3 separate regions of the Anser cygnoides genome follow, and all the other regions are linked to region 1. Evidence: chromatin contacts called from public Hi-C data. All regions are on one chromosome and are shown on one strand. The core of a region is the stretch at or near the end of the contact, and the rest is flanking DNA. Distances in the headings are between cores, read along the strand shown.

Region 1 (2,848 bases), core at 260-2,759:
CCCAGCACACATGGCTACGTTTACCTCAATAAGCCCCTGGCTAACTAATGCACAAGATGTCACTGCTGGTATCTTGTGTATGTGTAGGTACATAGCTTTGCTGTGGGCACATTATGGGTACCCAAGGGAATAACCAGACACGGGGTCGAGGGATAAATTAAGGACAACTCAGATACTGACTTCTGATACTGAGTCAAGTGAGTCAGCGTGTTACGTGACCCCACAGTTTCAGATACAGCAGAGATGTTGTCCTAAATGGCAGCTGTGCACCCTGCAAGCACTACAAACGATATGAGCTTATTGCTCATCCTTCCTCCACAACCTGCTGCCATTCATACACCACACGTTCATTAAATTCATCCTGCAGTTCTGCAGGCACAGAGCTGCCCATGCCAACAGACTGCATTCTACACCCTGTTATTGTTTGTTCCTCCTGCCTCTTCACTGGCTAGCTTTGTCCAGCCTTGCAGACCTTCCCCAATTCAGCACCCACCTTTGCTCTGCTGCTCCCCTTTGCCCTTTCAGGAGTGGTATCAGCCTTAGTTTGCCTTTCACTGGCTCCCCTTGCACTTATCTTTGCTATTTTCCCACAAATGTACTATCACTTCAGAACTTTTTCTTGACAAACCCACACATTTCTTGTCTTTCTCATTCCTTTGTAGCCCACTTATGGACATGAAAGCCTTAACCACACCACCAAGCGGGTCAAAGTGAACAGCTACTAAGCACACCAAAGTGACCTGACCTGACCAGACCAGAACTGCCCACCTGAGCCTTCCCACTCTATTTTCACTTTTAACCTACTCTTTACTTCCCCCCTCTTCCTTTTCATGTTCTTCAAATTTTGTGCCAGGTTAAACCAAGATCCTTTGAAAAAAAAATCTCAATTTGAATGCAGATAATTTAGCAGATCTACTTGTACAGAGTCTCTGAATATTACAATTGCACAAACAACACAGTCCAGTAACATTCACTTGAACTTCACATGGATTTTTTTTAACGCTTAACTCTATTACCATGTTCCACGACTGTTGAAGTGAATTCCACTTTTAGAGTAAGGCGAGAACATCCAGGACATATGTGAGCCTCATGGGAGGAATTCCCTAGTCTGGTACTGAAGTGTTGTTTGCCACAGAGTAAAATAACAACCAGAACAAACCAGATGTTTGCAAACTTCATGGTCATAGAAGAAAATGCTTTCATTCCAAAAATTCCATATAATCAAATCACACTTTTCTTCGTTATAAACTAGTTCATTTTTGTTTCAGTAAACACTGCTTTCACTGTGCTGCTCAACTGGATATTCTTAAAGCTGCGTCCAAAGTAAGTATCGATTTCATGGTCTTTTGAGGTAAAGCCTAATAAACAGGCTCATTTCTTTCTACGCTTCTTCTCCATTTTGTACTAAAAGATGCGGTCACTCGGGATATGGTAGCTGAGTCCTGTACTCCATTGCTGATGGCAAAGTTAACTCCCTAGAAGAACTGGCAAAGTTGTTTGCAAGCCAACCTGCAAGGCAAGGCAAAATAGTTAGGCAACAGGAAAAAGTTAGCTTCAAGTTTGTGTAAACGTATAGCATGGAAATCTCAAAAGATCATTTGGCAGTCAGCATTAGAAATAGCAAGGAAAAAGTTGTTTGTGTGTTTCATTTAGCAATTTTTCAAGAACGCTGGAGTCTCTACCTGGCTTGCAACAGAGCATCTGTGAAATACACAGGTATTAACCTGGCAACAGAACAGACAGCAATGACAACCAAACTCTACCACCCTTTGCGTAGGTGGAGTAAGAAGAACAAAATGACACGCAAGGCCCATTAAAAGGAAAAAATAAAAAGCAAAATAAAGTACTAGCACGATAAAAAGCATCCAGACACTCAAAAAAGCAGAGCTTTTTTTTTTTCCCTTCACATCAGGAATATGGCAGATGAAAGTACTGCTACGGTACATAATTTGACACAAGGAGAATCAGGTTTAAGTTCTATTTCAGGAGCTGGTGAGGACAAGAAATGCTGTTACAGGAAGCAAATCTGCACTCCCTATATTTGAAAAGAGATTATCAGCATGAAAGAAGCCTTTCAAGTTTTCTTGAGGTGCATTACCACAACCTGAGAACATCAGGGCAGAGATCAGAATTGTAGTAATGTGAAGTTAAACACTGGAAGTGTTTTCCACATGGAAGGGAAGCTTCCTCCCTTTGTGTTCCAAAGCAGAAGAAATGTTCAAGAAAATGAAAAAAAAAAAAAAGGAAAAAAGATTTCCTAATGTTTAACCAGCAATTGATAATTAAAAAGCCATTAAAATATGAAGGAAGAGAAACATTTTTGTCTGGTCTGCCAGACCACGTGGAAAAGCCACAGAGAACAACACATTCCCGCAGCAACCAGGACTGAAAAGCAGGAACCTTATTAAGGACCTCACACCATTTAGGAGAATAGCGGGCCAATCCCAGAGCAAATCCTTGAACAAAATGCATCAAGTTTTCACGTGACATCTGGTGCTTCCCTCTTATTTAAAACCCTCGAGTATTTCTTTGTCACAGCAACAGCATTTCCATTTCTTTCCACCTGAGGGATAACACCAGACCAGGCTGCGATCACAAAGTTTTCTCTTCATCCCTAAGCTGAAGGCAGTCACAGGACCCTAACTGCTGAGCTCGGCTGCACTCTGCACACCTTATCACATCGCGGGCTAACAACCCACGCGGCAATAAAACCAAAAATCAACTCCAGAGATGAATAAAATAAAATAAACACAACTATGGCATCCGAGGGTGACCCGAGCGAAGGAGCAGTGTGCTGACAACCCGGAGCGTGTGACTCCCTCGTAACACACAGAGAGCTGGGGATTTG
Region 2 (2,848 bases), core at 188-2,687, 220 kb before region 1:
TTATCGTGAAGCATGTCTGCGTAGCGTGATCTACAATAAATAAAATTCCAATCAAAATACTACATAGTGCAGAACACTACACAACTGCTCATATAACCTCCTTGGTTTTCACCTATTAATGCAAAGAGTCTCAGGGCCCATGAGCATGCAGATAACCACGACACACCCTTTAAGGACTCAAGTGGTTTCTCAGATCTAAGGAATGAAGTCAGTTCACTGGTCTGGTCATCAGCATATGAGAGAACTAATTAACCACTGGCATGTATCCACTCTTCAGCAGTGGATCCAATACACAGACCAAACAGCTATGAAATAACAGCCAGGACATATGGAAATTCATATAAAGCCATACAAAGCAATGAAAGGCTATCTAATAATGGTCTATCATTTGTTACCAAGATCCTCTCGCTAAAGCTAGCATTTGTTATAACTTAGGACACAATGCAATATAATTCTTAAGCTAAATTAATAACCACTTGAGCCTGGAACAGATGATCATCAATTATTTGCTGTGTTATGTATTTTAAGAAATTTAGCCAACATACTTCGCCACAGTTGGGTGAGTGTTGGTATTAAAATCAGAACCTCAAAAAGTATTTTTAAAAAATTGGAACTACTTGGAGAATACTTTACAAAATTCTACATCTATAATTCTGCCCCATAAAATCCTAGGAACCATAACATTTAGACTGTCCTGCAGTGTGCTCATCTCATGTCCCTCGAATTTCCACAAAGATAAAACAAAAAAAGATAGAGAAGCAAATAGTACAGTTATTTTCCAGCATACCTTGCAATTTCCTGATGGTAGTCGTAGTTCTCATCCTCTTCTAACCACTCCATGGCACCAGTGGTCGGGTTAGCCCTTCCGCAAAAGGTCTTCATGATCAATCTCTGTTTATATATCATGCAATTTTGCTGATTTGGCTTCAATATAACACTCAAAATAGCGTCTGTAAACAAACAAACAAACAAACCCAGTGAAAACAGACATTACTTTCGCTCTGGGCACAAACACATACCTTCCCTCATACACCCGCCTCAGCCAGCACGCTGATCGCTGCCTTCCAAGAGGAAAAACGTTTTTTAAGCTCAAACTTACCCCCAGCACAGAAAAATAAACAACCAAACGGCGTTGTTTAAAAGCAAAACGCCTCCCCCACGCGGCGAAGCGCCTCATGCCGGGGGAACCCCACGGCCTGAGGGCAGACCTACAAGCTGATAGCAAAGCGCTCCGGCGAAAAGGCAGCGTCTACCCCACCTCAGAAAGGAGCTGCGGGGGGAGACGATGACCCTCTTCTCTCCTCTTCCCGTCCCCAACCAGCCTCGGGCTCGCCTCCCCTCAAGGAACCGAGCAGCTACCGATCCCCCTCAGGCCGCCCCTTCCCGCCGTGCCCCGCGCGGCGCCATGGAGCCTGCGGGCAGCGGCCGCCCTCTTCCCGGCCTGCCCCGCGCGGCACCATGGAGGCGGCCGCCGTGCTGCGCGTCCAGAGGAAGCGCGGCGGCCCCGAGCCGGCCGGGGCGCTGCTGCTCGCCTGCAAGCGGCCCCGCACCGAGCCCGGCGGGGCCCCGGAGGTGGAGAAGAGCCTCTTCAAGCTGGTGGCCACCGTCTCCTCTAAGGTAGAGGCGCGGCTGATGCAAGGGGCTCTGGCGGGCTCCCTTAGTGGGACGGCTGCTGCGAGGAGCTGCGCCTGCCTTCGGTGTGGGGGGCTGGGGTCGCGCCTCAGGGCTGGGGTCTGTCAGCTCGGTGTGCTGGGGCTCAGCTACGCAGCAGTAGCGACTTCGCTGTTTTTTTCTTGGAGCTGTTTTTCACAGGCGAGGGTGTAAAGGATGTTGTGGTTTAAAGTTAGGACCGTCAGTCTTTTTGAGGCAGGTGTTTTTGTTTGAAGAGTTCTATACCATAAAGTATATGTATCTTTAAATAATATAAGAACAGCCTTACAGTTTGCAAATATTTTGTACCTTTTTCCTGTATCTGGAGAACAGGATGGCAGTTTCATTACTTGAAGCAATAGGAGTGACTTGAATGTTGTTGCAAACACTAGCATTGCAGATCTCAATTAGGATGTGCCAGCAATAGTCACTGATCGCCTCCAGTGAGGGGCACGAGGGGTATGCCTTACTGTGTTGACCGTGTCATTGTTTCTATTCCTCCTCCTTGTTCCTCTACCCAGAACGAGCCGGTTCAGAAGTATGTTCAAGAAGTTATCACTCGAGACAAAGCAGCGCAAAGTCTGCGGCCCTCCTTAGGAAGCACTCAGCGGATCGTTCAGGAGCTCCGTTCTTCCAAGGAAGCGAAGAGGAAGGAAAATCGTTACCGTGTAATAGCCAGCCATCGACCCAACGCTAGCGGAGCCAATGCACCTGCCGCAGATGGCAAGGCATCGACTGACAGTGACAGATCAGGCTCTGAAGCAACAGAAGATGCTTCGCAAAAGGAAACGAGTGCTGTTGATGAGAGTTCAGACTGTGGTGGGAAATTCCAGCTGTTTGATATTGTACAAGAAGACGAGGTGATAGAAGACCCCAGTGCAACTGCAGCAAACCCACAGGTCAGCAGATAAACTTAAGTGTACTTGGAGTACTTTTATGTCACTGTTGACTGGTACATGTGGGTAAACTGACAGCTGTGGAAGTTTTTTTGCATCGTAAGTATTCCAGTGTTTAACAGGAGCTTTAACTAGGTATTTGTAAGTTGGAATAGTTAATACATTGTACAAGAAACAACTTCTGTGAGGACCCTGAAGTGCAGAATGTTGTTGAAAAAGCCATATGGAGTTGGCCTCTACAGGAAAGACTTGTAATACTGTTTTTTCTGCACCCTGTTCAGATGCATTAATGCTCATATTCA
Region 3 (2,848 bases), core at 252-2,751, 130 kb before region 1:
CAGCAAGGGTGTAATCTCTGAAATTAGGGCTTCATGATTAAGTCACCTGTTTGTAAAAATACTGGTGTTTAATTGTTTTTATGCATTTAAAAACAATACAAAGACAAGCATTTCTAGTAGTTGAGAAGTAAAAGGTGGAGCTAATAATAAATGCTGTAATGTAAAATGTACGTTGAACTTTCTAATAAATGCTTTAGTATCAGTAATAAACTAATTAGTTATGTTTGGAATAACTTGTATATATATTTTGAAATCAGAAGAGGATGCCTTATCACTCTGCATAAACAGTACTGATAACAGTTAACTGAACAGTTTTGATATCGGAACCAGAATGTTGTAGGGTTTCTGTAAGCTCAGTGTTGTAGTAGGGAAAAGTGGGTGTGATATGTAAAATAGAAAAATATTAACTTTTTGCTGGAACTTTCTTACCTTCTTTGCAGCGTGTATAGCGTATATAGAACCACTTTTTCCTCTTTTTTTTTTCACACCAACTATTGTTTCTTTAGCGTTTTGGCTACAGTGGAATGGTTTCTGATCAACCCATACAGTACTTTCACAATATTCATACTGTGAAATAATATATTATTTGCATAATGCAAATAATAGCAGACTAAGAGCCAGCATCTTGTTGAATGTTATTATCTTGCTAATTCCACAGTGGACAAGCTCTAACGATAAAACCTGAATTGGACCACAATCTGTAACTAGACTTAATGTTTTCGGTGTTGTTCATTTGCTGATATTGCTCAGTAGCTCAGGCTGACCTTCCACAAGATGGCACTTCAAGTATCCTGATGGAATCTGTTCAGTACTAATGTCCGGGAAAGCATACTGCATTGTTTATCTCCATTTGCAACATGCTGCCTTTGATTTTTATTTTTTTCCAGCATCTTAAGACTGATATCAGAATGGAGACCTGTATCTCCAGGTACAGACTCTCTAAAGGCAGTCACATCAGATGTTCCCACTTCACCTTAATGTTTGTTCAGCTGTTTTCCTTGGACATCTCCATCTAAATTTGGCAGGTCAGTCCTGTTGTGAAGCTGTACCAGATCAAAGCTGTAAGAGGTATGGCTGCAGGCCATTTAGTACAGATATGTGGCCAGAAATTTTCTGAGCGTGTCAGTTAGAGTTCACAAGGACCATGCTTGGTGTAGAGACATGACAATGAAATAACCACAGGAAGACTGGCAGTGTTTTTATGGAGAGGAACATATTTTATTGATTCAATACAAATGTAACTGTATACAACTTTAAAAGCCCTCAGGAAACCATGAAAATGTAATACCGGAATATGTTAAATTTCTATTCTGATGTTAATATACCAAGTGCTGGGATTTTCAGATTACTCATCCAGAGTCATGAAAGGTATACTTACATATTTGGAAAAGAAGGTCTCTAATTATGTGGTAAAAAAATCACATGTTAATCATTACAGGTCTCTAGAAATGATCTGTTTAAACTGTTTGTATTAGCTTTTGAAGATGTAAAAGGGATTGCAATCTAATTTTTCTCAATGCTGTATAAACATGCTTTGAAAAATATTCCATGCCCATGCGATATAACTACAATCAGAGCAGAAGTTCAGAGAACTCAAGTGACCTATCAAATGTCACTCAAGTCTGGAGATAACCCAAGTATCTGAGTTGTTTTTTATCTATCAGGTCATGTTTTTGTTAACCAACGATGTAAACTTGGTTTCAGATAGATGTGCTCTTCTGTTATTCTGCCGTATCTTTCCCACTTGCCATAGAAAGACCAGGAAAAGAGATTTATTTTAGAATGATTGTGTTAAGACACAACTTCTAAATCTTTCTACCCTTGCTTTTAAAATCAGATGTCAAATTTAAATTAACACTTTTAATATATAGGCATGGCTGAAAAGTGCTCTGAGAGGCACGGCCTGACTGAAGTAAAGCTCTGTGTGCTACTGTAAGGCGACCGTGGTGATGCCATGAATTGACAAACAGTGCTTTTGGGACCGTTGGACAGTAAACAGAGAACATCCAGGGAGCTATAAACAAGGTTTATAACTGAGTTCATCCATGACAAGAATGAAAGCTTTTTAATTCCTCCTAGGATTCACTGCTTACAATTGATCTTATTGGGGATGTGTAGGTCAATGATAGATCATGTCCCTGGGCAGATCAGGTGCCAATGCTTTCTGAACTAGTATAAATCATTATTTTAGGAAACTTGGATGTCTTTGCAGAGTAACAGGTTTCTGGCTTCTCTGGGAGTCTTTAACAGCATCTCAGACTTGTTCTGAGATGTTCTGAGATTGGGTGTTTCCTTCTACTTCAGCAAAATATTGGAACACCTTTCACTCAGATCTGAGTCTTTGTTATTCTTTGAACAGGCAGTGCAACATACTCAAACTTAATTTGGAAGTGAGGGGAGTGTGCTTGTGATCCTGTGGGTGCTATTGGCGTGAGTCCCGTACTTCTTGCAGTTGAGCTTTATATTGAGAGTCATCTTGAACAAGTTCTTGGGCAACCTGAATTGTAGGAAATAGCGGATTGTTACTTACCCATGACAAGGAGACTTCCATCCGCATATTCCTTGTTTGATCGCTGTGTGTGAGAGGCAGTTAAAATCTGCCTTATAATATAAACATGATTTTTTCAGACACTGCTTGGTATTTTGAGGTCTAATAAAACACCCTGAATGGGGCAGTTAGAATAAGGGCAAAGGTAAGGTGAACGTGCTCGTAGACTAATAAATGAGTCAGGGAGAAGGAAGTTGAGGCAAGTGATCACTGTGGCCTTGTCACCATGAATAAGGGCAGCACATTGGCTTTGTCAGCATGAACAGGAGTAATCTAAAACCTCAGAGCTGAAAGGTTAAA

What was found. A called contact is a pair of places that touch in the nucleus more often than the background predicts.
Region 2: a contact with region 1 is called in a Hi-C map of liver, with 2.0 times the contacts expected there. The contact joins the promoter of PRMT7 here to the promoter of MBTPS1 in region 1. A contact is called at or near these places in 2 of 7 Hi-C or Micro-C datasets (both in liver).
Region 3: a contact with region 1 is called in a Hi-C map of liver, with 4 times the contacts expected there. The contact joins the enhancer-like site here to the promoter of MBTPS1 in region 1.

The regions. Positions count from the first base shown.
Region 1 is chr12:14,100,171-14,103,018 of Taihu_goose_T2T_genome, reverse strand. MBTPS1 (membrane bound transcription factor peptidase, site 1) reads right to left here and starts at 1,509. Exons shown (of 22, transcript XM_048078668.2): 1 at 1,017-1,509. The coding sequence starts at 1,203.
Region 2 is chr12:14,324,692-14,327,539 of Taihu_goose_T2T_genome, reverse strand. PRMT7 (protein arginine methyltransferase 7) reads right to left here and starts at 1,437. Exons shown (of 18, transcript XM_067004675.1): 1 at 1,259-1,437; 2 at 788-950; 3 at 1-30. The coding sequence starts at 906. It overlaps SLC7A6OS (solute carrier family 7 member 6 opposite strand), which reads left to right and starts at 1,459. Exons shown (of 5, transcript XM_013192357.3): 1 at 1,459-1,617; 2 at 2,172-2,549. The coding sequence starts at 1,459.
Region 3 is chr12:14,231,529-14,234,376 of Taihu_goose_T2T_genome, reverse strand. No RefSeq gene overlaps it. Among named protein-coding and RNA genes, the nearest start is that of OSGIN1, 4.9 kb to the right of the region's middle. Within about 2 kb of position 1,501, at least 1 of the 3 cell types and tissues checked has open chromatin away from gene starts, as enhancers often do. A contact at or near this core is called in liver, where this site is marked.